Linked DNA regions of Mus musculus: all the other regions are linked to region 3. A link is a contact called in public HiChIP or PLAC-seq data. All regions are on one chromosome and are shown on one strand. Each heading gives the region's core, a stretch centred on a gene start, on an enhancer-like site or on the middle of the called end of the contact. The rest is flanking DNA. Distances are from core to core; before and after follow the strand shown.

The links. HiChIP or PLAC-seq counts read pairs in DNA pulled down with a chosen protein or histone mark.
Region 1: a contact with region 3 is called in an H3K4me3 HiChIP or PLAC-seq map of neural tube, with 3 times the contacts expected there. The contact joins the promoter of Polr2c here to the enhancer-like site in region 3. A contact is called at or near these places in 1 of 39 promoter capture datasets (pre-B cells) and 3 of 115 datasets of contacts at active chromatin or transcription factors (large pre-B cells, memory CD8 T cells and neural tube).
Region 2: a contact with region 3 is called in an H3K4me3 HiChIP or PLAC-seq map of bone marrow-derived macrophages, with 5 times the contacts expected there. The contact joins two enhancer-like sites. A contact is called at or near these places in 1 of 15 datasets of contacts at CTCF or cohesin (large pre-B cells), 3 of 484 Hi-C or Micro-C datasets (differentiating embryonic stem cells, gonadal supporting cells and nephron progenitors), 8 of 115 datasets of contacts at active chromatin or transcription factors (astrocytes, bone marrow-derived macrophages, embryonic forebrain and 4 more) and 1 of 9 other capture datasets (embryonic stem cells).

Annotation. Positions count from the first base shown.
Region 1 is chr8:94,855,773-94,859,024 of GRCm38.p6, reverse strand. It overlaps Polr2c (polymerase (RNA) II (DNA directed) polypeptide C), which reads right to left and starts at 1,575. Exons shown (of 9, transcript NM_009090.5): 1 at 1,384-1,575; 2 at 1,229-1,278. The coding sequence starts at 1,469.
Region 2 is chr8:94,953,888-94,957,422 of GRCm38.p6, reverse strand. No RefSeq gene overlaps it. Among named protein-coding and RNA genes, the nearest start is that of Gm30968, 21 kb to the left of the region's middle. Within about 2 kb of position 2,077, at least 98 of the 459 cell types and tissues checked have an H3K27ac peak or open chromatin away from gene starts, as enhancers often do. A contact at or near this core is called in bone marrow-derived macrophages, where this site is marked.
Region 3 is chr8:95,253,130-95,256,432 of GRCm38.p6, reverse strand. It overlaps Cngb1 (cyclic nucleotide gated channel beta 1), which reads left to right. Exons shown (of 33, transcript NM_001195413.1): 26 at 2,230-2,371; 27 at 3,025-3,184. Among named protein-coding and RNA genes, the nearest start is that of Cngb1, 52 kb to the left of the region's middle. Within about 2 kb of position 1,417, at least 130 of the 459 cell types and tissues checked have an H3K27ac peak or open chromatin away from gene starts, as enhancers often do. A contact at or near this core is called in bone marrow-derived macrophages, memory CD8 T cells and neural tube, where this site is marked.

The sequences.
Region 1 (3,252 bases), core at 326-2,825, 400 kb after region 3:
TCGAGTGTCCATGTTTACAAACGCTCCACTCCCTTTTGGCCTCCTTCCTCTCTCAAAACAAACAAACAAACAAACGATAAAACTGGTCAGATTCTCCTGAAGGTGTCATATTTTGCCTTGTTATGTTTGCTCATGTCTTGTCTCTAACTGAAAACGTACATGATTTACATATGCAGCAGAAATAAGAAATTCATTTTTAAAAAGACACCAGGATGGATTTAAAAAAACAAAAAACCGAAGTCTGTCTGTCTGTCTGTCTCTCTCTCACACACACACACACACACACACACACACTTCAACAATAAGGAACAAAAGTATGTTGTTTGTTAAAGAAAATCTTAAGCCGGGCAGTGGTGGTGCACGCCTTTAATCCCAGCTCTTGGGAGGCAGAGGCAGAGGCAGGCAGATTTCTGAGTTCCAGGCCAGCCTGGTCTACAAAGTGAGTTCCAGGACAGCCAGGGCTACACAGAGAAACCCTGTCTTGAAAAACAAACAAACAAACAAAATTAGAAAATCTTTATAACACATGCTTTCTCTCATGTGGAATCTCTCTCTTTTTCTCTTTCTCTCTTTAATAAAGAGAAAGTTCGGAGCCTGCAAGATGTGCAAGATACTTTTTGTTGTCAAGCCTTAAGGAGTTCAATCCTGGGCCCCATATGGTGGGAGAAGAGAATCCCTCCTACAAGCTGTACTCTGACCTCTACACATGAACTCCGGTACTCGAGCCCAGAGATAGACACATATATGTAAATAAAGGTTTTCAAAAAGATAGGGGGAGACGACAAGAAAGTATAGCAGGGTACTATCTGGAAGGATGGGAGAGACCAGGTACACTCTGTGTGTGTAGATTTCAAACTACATAACGAAGCCCATGATTTTGTAAAATCAGCATATATGTTCAAAAGACACCAGCCAGTAGCGAACACTGACGTCAAAGCAAAAGCGCATCATCTACACTACTTCGGCAATCGCTGCATCACCTGCTAACGACGCCTAGCATCTACACCGCCCGGATGAGGAGGCTGCAGCCCTCCGCTGTTTAACAGTGCTTGGTTTTGATTTCTGTTGCTTTGGGGTAGACGAACAGTACTGGGAAACCCGCAGCTGAGCAAGGCACGCACCAAGGCGGGCCTAGGCTGCCCCAGCCCAGCGTACAGCACCGCAGTGTTCTCAGCCCCCACCCCGGGCGGAGGGTGGGCGGCACGGGCTCCCAGGGACGGTCGCTTACCTATTATGGGCACCTCTGCGATGAAGACCCTCCGAATGGAATTGGCCACCCTACAGGAGGAAAGACAGGCGGTGTGAGCGGCCCCGAAGCCACAGCCCCGGGGTCAGGAGCTCGAGGACCCGGCCGCCCGCCCGCCTCTCCCCTCGCCGCCTTACGCCAGGTCCGTGTTCTCGATAATGAACTTGACGTTCTCTTCGGTGAGTTCCGTGATCCGCACTGTTGGCTGGTTGGCGTACGGCATCGCGACCCTCCGCCAGGCTCCCGCGCCAGCCGCACAGCGCGCCTGCGCGGCCACCAGCAGTTTGTCGGCGGGGCAATCGGCGCTTCCGGCTAGTCGCGGGCGCAGCGCCACCTGCTGACCGGAGGCCGGAACTCTCCTGGCCTGTGTTTTCTAACCACACCGGCGCCAAAATGCATTGGTCCTATACTCTTGAAATCCCCAAGATATACAGCACAAAAATTAAATGTACAGGGTCATTCATGCCAACGTTATTTATAACTGCTAAAAATAACGCATTAGGCAATGATCGATAGAGACTTGGTTAAACTTACATACGGGGCTGGAGATACGGCATTGGGGATAAGAGCACTGGCTGTTCTTATGTAAGACTTGGATTGTATTCCCAGCACCCATATGATGCCTAACATCTTTAGCTTCAGTTTCTGAGGAAACTCTCTCCTGGTATCTGAGGGCACCAGGTATTCACATGGTGCACAAATATACATGCAAGCAAAACATCCTTATACATAAAAATAATTTTTAAAATACATAGGAATACAATGAAACCTTAAAAAAAACCATTAAAAAGTTGTACATCTATACATGAACAAAATGGCTAGGGAGGTGACTCAAGCATGCAAGACGACTGATAGGTTATTTCTCTGCTGGTAAAATGAGCCAATTCAAGACAGATTAGAATATATTAAAAGGCAGGTTTATTGGGAAGCTGCTCTCAGGTGAGTTCACTGGCCTTAAGAACAGAGGCCGGGGAACCGCCATGGGAAGGGCAGAGAGGGAGAAGAGAAAGGGCCTGGGGCAGGGGGAGGGAGATAGATCGATCCAGAGAGCAAGAGCAAAATGTCTGGATTCTATAGGGAAGAACCTCTTGGGGAAGGGCAGCCCAGCCTCTGGGCTGGAAAGTTCAGGGTGGAGGCAGAGCATGCCAGGTGGGGACTGAAGGATGCTGGGAGAACCTGGAGGCCAGGTCTGCTTTGACGGGTAAAATATGCACCTCAGTCACTTGTTCCAGGGTGCGAAGCCAAACCCTGATGTGCAAGGACACAAGGTCAAATTCTCAGAACACCTGTAAAGAGGCATGGTAATGCAAGAGTCTAATCTTAGGCTCCTGTGAGTAGGAAGATGGAGAGAAGAATCCCCTGGATGCTCTCAGGACAGTTAGATAACACACAAAGAAGCAAACAAGAGACCCACATCCGAGCTAATGTCAGAGAGAGTACTGTAATGCATACACAAGAAAAACAAAACCCATGTTTTTTTGTTTGTTTGTTTTTGTTTTTGTTTTTCAAGACAGGGTTTCTCTGTATAGCTCTGGCTGTCCTGGAACTCACTTTGTAGACCAGGCTGGCCTCGAACTCAGAAATCCGCCTGCCTCTGCCTCTGCCTCCCAAGTGCTGGGATTAAAGGTGTGTGCCACCACGCCTGGCTTTTTTTAAAATTTTTTTTTAAATGTATTTCTATTTTATATGTGTATGTATGTAATGGTACCAATACATCACGTGTGTGGAAGGATGCCAGGCCTGACTGCAAGTGCTCTTACCCACTGAGCCACCTCAAAGGTCCCCAACGTATACTCAACAATGTCCATATGTGTTAGACGATACACACTTTCCCTTCTACTCTTGATCGTGTGATGTTCTTCTGAAGTAGATACAATGCTCTCCACTTCTACAGATCTGTGTAGTTGCAGCTGAGGAGTTTAAATGGGCCTCTAAAAAGTGGCAGCTGTTCACACAGAGAAAAGAGGCCCTTAAACGGAACCCTGAAGGAACTACATTTAGAGGGC
Region 2 (3,535 bases), core at 828-3,327, 300 kb after region 3:
AAAAAGAAGAACTTTCCCTTGAGATTTGCCGTGAGATAAAGAAGCCTGCTGTCACCTTAGAGTCCTAGGAGCAGAGGTTAGGCTAGGAGGCAGAGAGCTTGCTCAGCATGGGCAAGGCCCTGGGTTTGATTCCCAGCACTAACACCAATACACATGCACATGCACACACACACATGCATACATACATGCACACACATGCACATATACACACATGCATATACATATAATACATATACATACATATATACACACATACATACACACACGCACACATAACACATATATACACGTACACACATGCCTATACACATACATACACACATGCATATACACATACACACTTACATACACAATACACACATGCATACATACATAATACATACACATATATATACACATACACACTACATACATACATAATACACATATATACACACACATGCATATATACACTACATACATACATATACATATATACACACACATACACATGCATATACACATACATACATACACACATGCATATACACACACATACATAAACATACATACATACATACATACATACATTCATACACACATACATACATACACACATGCACACATACACACATAGTGCTGGAAAACAAAACAATAAAGGACTGATAAGAAAGAAAGAAAGAAAGAAAGAAAGAAAGAAAGAAAGAAAGAAAGAAAGAAAGGAAGGAAGAGAGAGAGAAAGAAAGAAAGAAAGAAAGAAAGAAAGAAAGAAAGAAAGAAAGGAAGGAAGGAAGAAAGAAAGAAAGAAAGAAAGAAAGAAAGAAAGAAAGAAAGAAAGAAAGAAAGAGAAAAAAACCCGAGAAGATAAAATCAGCTTCATCCCTCATCAAGATATTCTGAGTACATAAAAAAACCCCAAAAGAACCCACATGCAAAGCACTGGGCAGGTTTTCTAGTGTGTGTGTGTGTGTGTGTGTGTGTGTGTGTGTGTGTGTGTTGGCTAATGTTGGTTTCAACTTGACACACCTGGGAAAAGAGGACTTCAAAAGAAGAAACTTTCTAAATAGGACTGTGGTTATAGCCAAATGGTAGCATTTCCTAGTATGCACAAAGCCCCAGTACAGTAGGGAGATGGGCATGGAGGGAGGGAGGGAGAGAGGGAAGGAGGGAGGGAGGGAGGGGAGGAGGGAGGGAGGCTTCTCAAGCAGGCAAAGCCATACTTCATGGTTTAGGAATGTAGACACAGGTGGCAAAGTTGATATAAAACCAGGGGGACTTTTCTAAAGACTGAAACAATGCTCCGCTCTGATGCAGGGGCATTGTGGAAAGAGGACAGAGTCTGCCAGGGTGGCACCTCTTTCTTCACAAGGGTGGTGCTGACATGTGGTTTGCTGATTATTTTTGTTAAACAATATATGTACCCTGCATATTCTCTCACAAGTTCCAGCACTCGGGAGACAGAGGCAGATCTCTGTGAGTTCAAGGCTAGCCCAGGCTACATAGTGAGTTCCAGGACAGTCAAGGCTACCTACTGAGATCCTGTCTTAAAACAAACAAACAAAAATAAATAAATAAATAAATAAATAAATAAATAAATAAATAAATAAATGAAAACAAATAAATAAAGGGTAATCCTTACATTTGGGAGGTGGAAGCAGGAGGATGAGTTTAAAGCCTGCTTCAGCTACACAGCAAGTTCAAGTTCAAGTTCAAGCAGTCTGTGCTGGGACAGGGGGACCATAAACAACCTTCCACTGCAGCCCAGACAGTGAGGACCCCTGATGACATCTTTTAAGAACAGTGGTCATGGGACACTAGGACTGCTTGGTGATAGCATGATATGAAAGGCAAGCCAAGGTCAGAGGCTGCCTGAGTAGAGAGCTCTCAATGCAACAGTCACTTCCACCCAAGGACATCAAGTCATGCAAAGGACTTACAAAGGACCACTAAAGGTGTGCCTTTTTAAACATCCACACAGATCCATTTTTATTTCTTATTTCTTTGGGTTTTTAAAAGACTTTTAATTTAAAATATATGTGCCTATACGTCTGTATGAGCAACGCATGTGCCACATGAACGCAGGATCCCACAGAAGCCAGAAGAGGGTGCCAGAGCACCTGGAGCGGCCCAATGTGGCTATGAGGAACTAAAACTAAGCTCCTATCTTCTGGGAGAGAAGCAAGTGCCTTTAACCACAGAGCCATTTCTCCGACCCCTAGAGAGTCCCTTTCTAAATGATTCATCACTAATCGCTAGTGCTCTCCCCCTCACTGTTTAAATATTTGCTCATACTCCAAGTTTCATTCCTACAAAAGAGGAGGAAACTGTGGGCCACTTAGGGTTCCTGCCCTTGTATTTCCCTTCTCCCTGTCCTGTCGACTGAGCCCTTCCATTCCAGCTATAAGGAGCCCTGTGACAGGAGTGGGCGTCACACCAGAGAGGTGTTGACCTTCACCCTGATAGAAACGGCTCTTCTGGGAGCAAGCAGTTTCCAGACTGAGGAAGTTCAGGCTGCTACTCTTATTCAAACCTCCTTTTGCATGTTTCGAGAGATTCGGTTGTGTGTCTGTGCTTCCCCATAGACTGCCTGGTCTTGGCTGTGCAGAAGGCACCCAGCTGAAGCATTCACAGAAGCCGTTTTTCTCCCTGTGGGCGATGTTGGGGATTTGTACTTTGCCGTTACTTTAATTGTTTTTTCTATTAATGTGTGTGTTGTAGGGATGATGTGTGTGGGCATGGGGTGGTCATAGAAGCCACCGGATGCAAGTGGAGGTCAGAGTCCGTTCTTACCTTCTGCCTTTGTGTGGTCATTTGTGGTATTATTTGGCTCTGGTCCCAGGTAGCTGGGATTCCTGTTACAGTCCCTTGCATGGCAGGTCTGTGAGGATGCTGTAACTGCCATGCAGCTTGTGTGGCCACGTGCCCCTCTGTCAGAGTCTGCGACTACAATGACTGTGGCCGAGTTCCAAGATGCCATTCCCACTTCGTCAGTCCTCACTGGACCCCACAAGGCACAGCTTGGGCTGGTGTTCTTGGTGTCCAGAGTTCAGTAGCTCCGGGATGCTTACAGGAGGGTTGTGGCACCACAGGGCTTTAGTGTGAGCCTGAGTGAGAGGGTAACGTGGATTCTGCTCCTCACCCTTTGGTTTTACGTTGGCTGTTGTGACTGCTTGTCACTGCCTCAGCATTAAAATGCCAGAAATGACCTAGTCATTGCTCTCTTCCCTGACCTGGCTCCCAAGCGCCCCCCTCCCTCCATCACTTATCACAGTGAATTCTGTTTTTGCATCTGTCTCAGCCAGCTGCACAGCCTCACAGGAGATACATCTGAGTTTATATCCATTTCCTGTCCTGTGTTTGACTGTAGCAAACCCAGAGAAGAAGTATCTGTAGTGGTGGCAACTCTGCACAACTAACCTGCTTTGTCCCAAGTCACCCACACTTCCATAGGCAGGCCTTAGCTGAGCCTCTTGCAGGGGTGTGGCTCAGCACCCTACCATGGAGATGTCAGAGTTGTGTGGTGACAAAGAGGACTTGAGGACACAATAAGTCTGGG
Region 3 (3,303 bases), core at 168-2,667:
GTCTTAAAACCCACACCCACAGTGACACACCTACTCCAATAGGGCCACCCACTTGCATAGTGCCACTCCCTGGGCCGAGCATATACAAACCATCACAGTAATATATTTGGTTAATCCCAGTGACAGAGTTATCACTGCTATGTGTAATGGCTGTGTTAAGTATGAGTTCACTAGACAGTGGAGAACTTCCTCTTACACCTTTCAAATCGTGTGTGTATTACACACACACTCACACACAGACACACACACACACACACACACACAAACACACACTCACATACACACAGAGATATACACACACAGAGGGCACATCATTATACATGAATCTCAGGCCTCTGGTTTCATTGCTTCTTTATGATCTATACATAAGCTCTGGGGACAAAACCCAGGGCCTTCTGTGTGGTTAATTAAGCATTTTAAAGACAGTCTCTCTAAGTTGCCCAGGCTGGCCCTGAATTCACTCTGTAGCTCAAGTCGCCGTTGGGCTTTCTATCCTGACTAGCTTCCTGAGTGCTAGGAAGCAGCTACTAAGGACTCTTGTGAGGATGAACGGTAACAAACCAATGAGTGAGCGTCTGGCTGGTGCGCATGCCTGGCCAGTGCCTGCCCCAGCCGTGAAAGCCGCCACGCCGGGAAGAAGTTCAGAACCTGGCCTCTGGAAACAGTAACAGCCCAGCCTAGAAACATAAGCTAAATTCTGAGACTATGCAAGCTGCTCTAGGTTGTTTTCTGGCTTTCTTTCAAGTCTCAAAGGAGTCTATGCCTGTAATCTAAGAACCCCCTTCTCACTGGGCAGTGGTGGCACACGCCTTTGATCCCAACACTTGGGAGGCAGAAGCAGGCGGGTTTCTGAGTTCGAAGCCAGAAAAAAAAAAAAAGAAAAAGAACAAAAATTTTTTCAAGAAGTTCAAAAGTATAAATAACTGCAAATTATAACCATAAAATGTTATAACTATATAAAATAAAACTGTAAAATATAAAAAATCACAACTATAAAATATTGTAGTATTTTATAGTTTATAAATTAATTATACTATAAATTACAAATAACCAAAAAATGCAAATAACTATAAATAAACTAAAAATTAGCCGCCACCCTCGGGGGAGGATCTGCTGTGTGCTGGAGCAAGAAGCCTTGGAAAACCGGTTCCTGCCTAACGCAGTCCATTGTGTTCTGTCTCAGCCTGTAGCACTGAGCGGGGTTGGGGCGGCGCCCCACTCCAGGAGGACCCAATAAGTGCCTTGTCAGATTACGCCAACTAGAAACATTTAGGGGAAAGCTAGGACTTTGAGGACACCCCTCTTCCTCCCTCTGTGTGGTTCACTGCCCAGCTGCGCGAACACTCAGCTCCCTCCACAGTTTGATTGGTTAGATGGCTGAACCGGAGGCAGGAGGGGCTGCTTAGATCTACCTATGGTGATCCAGGCGCCCCCTGGTGACCAGTACTGGTATAGTAGGAAATGTCAGGGCAGACTGGTCTGTTGTGGCAAGCAGCCTTGTCTAAGATACCCCAGCTTGTCTGAGGCCTGCATGGGCATTAGCATGAGCTGGCAGGTGCAGTCCCTGTGTGAGTCTTGATGACTGATATAAGGATCTGGTCACTCTTCCAGCTCACTCATCCTCACAGTTGCCTGGGAAGAATGTTCCCCTGCTGTGTCCATTTTAGAGAGGAGGAAGACGACTGGAGATGGTCCATGCTAGGGCCTGTGCTTTTTTTTTTTTTTTTTTTTTTTTTTTTTTTGGTTTTTCGAGACAGGGTTTCTCTCTGTCTCTCTGTAGCTCTGGCTATCCTGGAACTCATTTCGTAGGCCAAGCTGGCCTCAAACTCAGAAATCCTCCTGCCTCTGCCTCCCGAGTGCTGGGATTAAAGGCGTGTGCCACCACGCCCGGCTGGGCCTGTGCTTTTGGTGGTGCCCTGCATAGGTGGGAAGGCCCAGGGAAGTCAGTCAGGTTGTTTGACCCTGCTGGCCTCCCTTTGCTGATATCCAGAAGGACTCAGCCTGGAGCTGTGGCTAGGTGCCTCCTGGGACCTCAGTTCCATATCTATGTCCCAGGATGGCATGTTCTCACAAGGCTGGGGCAGAGCCTCAGCCACCCCACGTAACACTTGAGAGGAGGGGGCATCTTCTTGCATCTGTATGGGATCCCTATGGGTGTCTGAACCAGGATCACAAGATCAGCCCGGCCGTTCCTGTAGTGACCAAGGTCCTTTTTCCACCTCTTACTAGTTATATTCGATGCTACTACTGGGCTGTGAAAACCCTCATCACCATCGGAGGACTGCCCGACCCCCAGACGCTCTTTGAGATTGTCTTCCAGCTGCTGAACTATTTTACCGGGGTCTTTGCTTTCTCTGTGATGATTGGACAGGTAGGTGACTGCAGCCACATCACACATCCATCACCTGTAGTTCTCCCACCCCCGCTGGAAGCTTCTCTGTGCGTTGTGGCTTTGGGGACTGAGCTCAGGGAAGACTTGGGACCAGAAGATGTCTGTGTCCCAGGACTGCCCGAGGCCTTCCTGTTTGAATGGTAGTCCCTTTGGGGAGCACAGGAAGCCAGGTGGCTACCTGGCTTTTTCAAAGGCTGCGAACCCGGGCTGTTCCCTGTAAGCAAACCCTTTCGGGGTCTCTGATGTGATGTGTGACTTGTGTTCTAGTCTGGGCCTGAGGCAATAGCTGAGAGTTCTCAAAGCAAACTTGGAAGGGGCCCATTCTGAGAAGCAGTATTCAGGGGGGGCCCAGAGTTCCACCCTGGAGGAGAGCGGCTATACACAGAATCAGCTTATCACAGTGAGACATCCAACCCCAACATGGTGCCAGGAACCCGAGATGGCCAGAGAGGTCTGCAGCCATGCATCAGCTTCTAGTGGCTTTGCTTTATGTTTGGCCATCTGTGTTTCTGTCTCTGGCTTACCTACAAGCATAGGTCCCTGACTTCTGTACTGCTACATATCCAACCAGTGTCCTGCCTGGCTTAGGCCAGCCACTTCTCTGACCTCCCCTCGCTGTTGTCTCGTTCCAGATGAGAGATGTGGTGGGGGCCGCCACAGCGGGGCAGACCTACTACCGCAGCTGCATGGACAGCACAGTGAAGTACATGAACTTCTACAAGATCCCCAGGTCTGTGCAGAACCGTGTCAAGACCTGGTATGAGTACACCTGGCATTCGCAAGGCATGCTGGGTAAGACTGGCCAAGCCCCTAACCCTCTACATCCCCCAGCCAGCCTTCACCTGATTCTCAGATTGACCAGTTCTTCCCTTGTCCTGTGTGTCCTGAGGATTCTCTGGTGGTTGTACCCT